Linked DNA regions of Mus musculus: region 2 is linked to region 1. The links are chromatin contacts, called in public promoter capture Hi-C maps. All regions are on one chromosome and are shown on one strand. The core of a region is the stretch at or near the end of the contact, and the rest is flanking DNA. Distances in the headings are between cores, read along the strand shown. Region 1 holds the start of Agbl5 (ATP/GTP binding protein-like 5). Region 2 holds the start of Drc1 (dynein regulatory complex subunit 1).

What was found. Promoter capture Hi-C pulls out the DNA fragments that hold promoters and counts their contacts.
Region 2: a contact with region 1 is called in a promoter capture Hi-C map of hippocampal neurons, with 2.3 times the contacts expected there. The contact joins the promoter of Drc1 here to the promoter of Agbl5 in region 1. A contact is called at or near these places in 2 of 39 promoter capture datasets (cranial neural crest and hippocampal neurons).

What each region holds. Positions count from the first base shown.
Region 1 is chr5:30,887,526-30,890,574 of GRCm38.p6, reverse strand. It overlaps Agbl5 (ATP/GTP binding protein-like 5), which reads right to left and starts at 1,641. Exons shown (of 16, transcript NM_001374737.1): 1 at 1,051-1,641; 2 at 195-455. The coding sequence starts at 409. It overlaps Gm35795 (a long non-coding RNA gene), which reads left to right and starts at 1,620. Exons shown (of 2, transcript XR_376844.2): 1 at 1,620-1,728; 2 at 2,581-3,049. It overlaps n-TYgta9 (a tRNA gene), which reads right to left and starts at 2,492; the gene lies at 2,404-2,492. It overlaps n-TAagc15 (a tRNA gene), which reads right to left and starts at 2,060; the gene lies at 1,988-2,060.
Region 2 is chr5:30,279,838-30,282,886 of GRCm38.p6, reverse strand. Drc1 (dynein regulatory complex subunit 1) reads right to left here and starts at 1,494. Exons shown (of 17, transcript NM_001033460.4): 1 at 1,281-1,494. The coding sequence starts at 1,435.

The DNA of each region.
Region 1 (3,049 bases), core at 392-2,891:
TGTTGGCTGTGGGAGGGCCAGGGAGAGGATGTGGGGAAAGCTGAATCAAATCAAGTCCAAACAGCAAAGGGCTATCTGGTAAGGAGGGAAGGGGGGAGGGTTTACAAGAGATACTGTGCTGGTGCTCAAAGTCAATGCCTGACTATAGGATGCATCCAAGCACTCGGCCTTCCCACCCCCTGCAGTCCTCATACCTGTTGCCATTTTCATATTCCGTTTCAGCACAGTCAGGCCGGGTCCACACGTTGAACTCGTAGTCAGGGGAAGCAGCAGACCCACTAGCGGGGGCTGTTGCCACCCCTCCTACGCCTTCCCCATCACTAGACACAGTCTCCACCTTTTCCACATGGGCTAGGTTCCCTGAATCAAAGCGAGAACTGAACAGCAATCCCCCACAGCGCAGCTCCATGGTGGGGCTGGGAAAGCATCCTCTTGCCCCACACAGGCCCTGAGAGCTGGGGGGAAAAAAAATCAAAGTTGGGATAGGGAGGAAGGGCAGAAAATGAAACAATGTGTTTGGTATGTCTGGATAAATGAGAAATGTCTTTTCTACTCTATGAAGCAAAACGCTCTTATTCATAGAAAACCTGGAAGTAGCCTTTCAGTAAGATCAAGAGAAAGCACAACTCTGTCCCTGGACACCCAAGGAGTATGAGCGACCTAAAAACACCCTATTTTACTACATCACCACCGTTCCCCAATCGAATGCTCACTAGCTTCCTTAGTTGAGTTGGAAAACGCTAGATTCTCAAGCTTTTTAACAACCTAAGAGGCAGAGACTCGAGGTCGGGTGGTTGCCACTGACTCTATGAGGGAGAGGCCATATTAAAATTTCCTATATTGGCTTTGTACTGGACAGCCCGGAGCAAGAAGAACCAAGTTTCTAAGTGTAAATGGTAGCTTCCTTTCTTTACCTCTTTTGTCTTCACAAGCACCGACTGTAATTATACTCGTTTCTCGGAGACCTTGAAGAGCGTTGCTACCACCCCCTTCCTCTACTACGCCTATTATGAAAACGTAGCCTATGCCCGGCCAAAGCCACTTGCTCACCTGCCCTGAACCTCAGTTCCAATTAGGGTCTGTTTCCATCCTCCCGCCCTGTAGACACGAGCCCGTGCAAAAGCTACCCTCGAAGGTGTGGGTAACGGGCGTCCTAAGCACCCCTAGGAAGGCTGGGCCAGTAGAGTCCCGCTTGGAAGCAGCAGGCAGCTCCTCGATTCGCGAGGACCCTCGCGCTGCCTGGCTTGTCCAGGGCAGGGTGGGGTTTGGAAGCGTGGGAGGGGTCGAGACAGGTACACTGGCGGACAGGAAGGCGGGTCCTAGGGGTCAGAGGTGAGGCCACAGGAGCAGAGGGAGTCAACCAAAGGCGGGGTCGGCGGGCCGGCCGCGGCAGGCCGGGGGGCGGGGTGGCATTCGACGGGGGCTCCGGCAGAGCGGGCTGAGAAGGGGGCGGGGCCTGCCGGCGGGGCCGCAGTCCACGCGAAGCCCCTCACCTCTCTCCGGGCCGCTGCTCCCGCTCCCTCTCCCGCTAGCGAGGCGGCACCTCGGGCCCCGGCACCCGGGCCCTCCACCCGGGACCCACACAAAACCAGAGAGCCGCGGTGCCGGGACCCCACTCTGCCAGGAAACAAGAAGTCTCTTGCCTATTGGCCGCAGCTGCAGCTGGCTACCCGCCCAGTAAAGCGCACTGCCATTGGTCGCCACGCAGGGTTCCGTGCACGTTGGCAGGTACCTGTGAGGGGGCCGTTTGGGGGCTTCCGCGGGCCACCGCCGTGTGCGGCTCACTAGGCGTCTTCTCTGTAGGCGGTTAACGGCCCGCCTCCCCGAGGCGGGAAAGACAGAGCAGTGAGCAGGAAACAGGAAAAGACTTACCTGTGAATAAGAAAATAGCATGTGAAGCCGATCTTTGTTTACCGTGCTCCTAGCTCTACTGTGTAACGAAACGTGGACACAACAGATCATGAGCCTGATGGTGTGTAAAAGGAAGTGGAGGATGCGGGCATCGATCCCGCTACCTCTCGCATGCTAAGCGAGCGCTCTACCATTTGAGCTAATCCCCCAGCTGTAGTGCTGTACCTTCCTGTAACCTTTACAAGGTTTCCTGAGACTCAGTTTTCTAATGTAGTTCACAATATAAAGTAGGATGGAGCCCTCAGCAAGATTTTGAAACAGAGCCATGTAATACATACATAAGCAATAAGGACTTTTCTTGAAGTACATGTCACTATAGCTTTAACACCTAATATGCGAACAAGGTACGTTGTACTTCGACTACTTAACTGCTATATGTACTCAAGGGGTTTTCAACGTAGCCAGGAAAATACACTGCCTATCCTCAAGTAAGCGTTTCCCCCACGGAGCAATTGACCTAGGGTGTAGGTAAACTAAAAGTAGTGCACGAAGTCCTTCGAGCCGGAATCGAACCAGCGACCTAAGGATTACCATATTGTACTGACTACAGTCCTCCGCTCTACCAACTGAGCTATCGAAGGCCCCGCTGCGTCGGGCTGCTGCAGTTTTCCCTCTAATGCTTACCAAGATTTTTTTTTTTTCCCTAATGTGTTTCTGCGTAAACTAAAGGATCCCGGGCCAGAAGAAAGGCGGGCTTGCAGGCTCGCACCCTGCGGCAGGAGCTCGCCGTGAGCCGGATTGAGGCTAAAGCTGGGGCGGCCTTCCTCTCGCTAAGCAGACATTAGTTTCGGTGTTTGGGACTACGAATGCTGCTTCTGCTCCAGGTTTCCTTTGGTTTTCGGCGTGATGAAAGTATATAAAGCATGTTGTTCTGATGATGCGAAAGACATTCGCTCCGTCAGCTGAAGTGTCGGGGTCCATTCACCGAGACCCAGGCCAGAAGGGAAGACCGAGCCACGGGAGCGAGGGACCCCTATGCCCTGGACGCTGGGATGCAGCGGCGGCCCGGACTCCTACTCTCCGAGCCCACTGGCTGGGTGCAGTCCCAGGTCCTGCCCTAGTCGCTTATAACCTCGCTTTTATGGTCGAGGTCTGGGAAAGGTTTCCGCCCCACCTGGGCTTCACTGCCAACCAAGTG
Region 2 (3,049 bases), core at 245-2,744, 610 kb after region 1:
AGAGTCCAGTTCATCTGTTAGCCAAACAGCAGCAACAGACAAGCTTACTAAGGATGCTTCTGCCTTGCCCAGTTCCTGAACCAACCCCAGTTCTCATCCCAGAACCTCCTAACCAAAGAGGTGGCAGGGATCCCAGGAGGAAGAACAGAGAACACAATGCAAATACATAATGTAGTGAGGCTCCTAGCCTTTCCCCAAGGGGATTGAAGGTCATCAGGGAACTGTCAGGGAAGGGGATACCCAGACAGTGTTAGGACAATTAAAAACAGATCTGAGTTACCATGACAACAAGAGATGCTAACCATGATCACAGCCTTGCCCAACTAGGATGGAGGCACACAGACCTCCATCTTGTACTTCTGCTGGGTCTGTAGACCACCAAAAGTAAAAGTGGAATGAACGACTTAGAAGTTGAACAACTGTCACATGAAGTCTGGTGACTAGTGGATGTCCCTTAAACTTTACCTAAGCTAATAAAGACACCAAAGCCTAGGGAACATGGTGGGAATGCAAGTGTGGTGGCTCCTATCACATCCCCTCTTAATTCACAGGTCTGGCACTTGCAGTACCTGGATGGATTCTAGACAATGATCATCAATGTCCGCAAGCACAAGCAAGCAGCCACCCCGCCTTTGCTACAGTAGATCCGTCGACATGGCCTTGGGCCCAGGGAGTGTGGCCACTAAGTGAAATGAAAGCTTTTACTCTTATTTTATTTTTATTTTGAGGTGTCAAGGCCTTCCTACGTAGACTAGGCTAGCCTTGATCTCAAAGAGATTTGCCTGCCTCTGCCACTCCAGTACTGAGATTAAAGGCATAAGCCACTAACCTGGCTTTATTTTATTTTATTTTTTAATTTTAAAATGGATCAAGATGCTCATATCTGTGTGGAACACACAATCACATATGCTCACTGGCTGTGATAAGGTATTCTCAGTAGAATGGGGATAACCGACTCTTTCACAGATCGCGGTCCATTACATCTCGTCAACAAACTCTAGCCTCTGGAATAAATCTGACCTAGAACTTTTTTATTTTTATTTTCAAATATTGGGACAGGGTCTCATTATGTAGCCCTAGCTGTCCCAAAACTCACTGCTTGAATGTTCTAGAAGAAAAGTTTTTCTGTTTACACCCAGGGCGCGCGCGCGCACACACACACACACACACACACACACACACACACACACACCTTACCATGGAGCTCCCACCCAGCCCGGCCCCAGCTCCCTGCAGGGCACTCTGGGCTCCCCATCGCACCACCCGGCCACCCAGCTCACCGCCTTCGGGCTTCCTGACGAGCAGCGATGCGCAGGCGCCGGGCCTGGATCCGCTCCTGCGGGTTATCCGAATGCACCGAGGGTCCGAGAATCGGGGTGGCTAAGTGTTCTTCCCCATTCTGCTCTAGGACCCCAATGGTTCCTGAGGGATTCATGGCGGCGTCTCCCACCCACTGGCAGCTCCGCCTGGACCAGCAGCCGGGTTGCTAGGAACAAGCCGTTGCCAAGGGAAAGCAGTCACCTGACCCATCTCTGGCTAGCTGTCGCGCGGCGCTCCAGCCCAGCTTCTCTGTCAGGCACTACGAGTTGTATATTTGTATCCCAAATGTGGACTTGATTCCCCTTGCCTGAAGTTGGTTTGGAGGGGCTGACTTGACCCCACGAAGGCAGATGGAACAAACCGCACCGCATCTCTTTCTGACTCAAAAGCCCAATTCATCATCCACCTTACCAAATGAATATTCCTAAAAGGCACTTTGCTCCAAAATAACTGAGTACCTGCAACATGAAAAGCATTGTATTATATAGCTAGAGACAGTGGCGTCCTTTCCTTAAGCTGAGTGGGAGACCACCTCAGCCCATTGCAGTTTTGGAAGTGTGAACTCAAGTACACTCATCATCTGTAGCCATGACCGAAAAAGAGGTGGGTTCAGGAGAATGGTTGGGGGGGGGGGGGCGGGGAAGAACCCAGGACACCACCGCTCTCTCAAAGCAGCAGTCTGCGGGGGCGGGGGGGGGGACATCATGCCTTAGGCACCGTGTGTCCCCTTGTCAACAAAATAATGTCCTGGGGCCAGAGAGAAGGCTCAGCAGTCAATGTTTATGGCCAAGGAGAGTGACCAACTGAGTTCAATCCTTTAGGCCCACACTATGGAAAAAGTACCAGTACTGATAAATTGTCCTTTGACCTTCACATGCCACAGTGGCATATGGGCACACAAAATCATAGGTGTAAAAAGTGGTTTTTTTTTTGTTGTTGTTTTTTAATGTTCTCTTTAAGAATTAAAACTATGCCTGTGGGCTTGTGGTACGGCTCAATGGTAAAGGGTTTACCTACACCAGTTGGTTCGTTGGAGCACCTTGGACAGGACACACAAAACAAAACAAAAACACCACTCCTGTAATCCCAGAACTCAGGATTGTGTTCCAGGTCATCCTGGAACACAATGAGACTCCATTTCTAAACTAAATTAAAATAAGAAATGTAAAGCCCTATACCAAAATAATAATAATAATAATACCCACCCTTATAATAATAATACACACAGACATGCAGACATAGTGGTTCACAATCAGCCCTCTGGGAGGCTGAGATAGGAAGACTGTAAAGTTCTAGGCCAAGCAGGGCTACATTTCAAGACACTATCCCTAATGCAAACCACTCGACAGTTTTATTTTTGTAGCATTGGAGACTGAACTTAGGGACTCAGACATGCTAGACATTCCTTGATGATGAAGGGGTTTTATGGCTTAGGGAAGTTGCAATGCAAGAATGAGTTTGCTGCTGGGGGTGGTGGCACACGCCTTTAATCCCAGCACTCAGGAGGCAGAGGCAGGCGGATTTCTGAGTTCGAGGCCAGCCTGGCCTACAAAGTGAGTTCCAGGACAGCCAAGGCTACAGAGAAACCCTGTCTCGAAAAAAAAAAAAAAAAAAAAAGAATGAGTTTGCTGTGTAAAACCTAATCCTCTATAATAGGAAAGCCCAGAAGACACACCCTTCATAAATCCTATAAGATGCAAACTGGTGAGAGGGCCACCAGCACATCTGA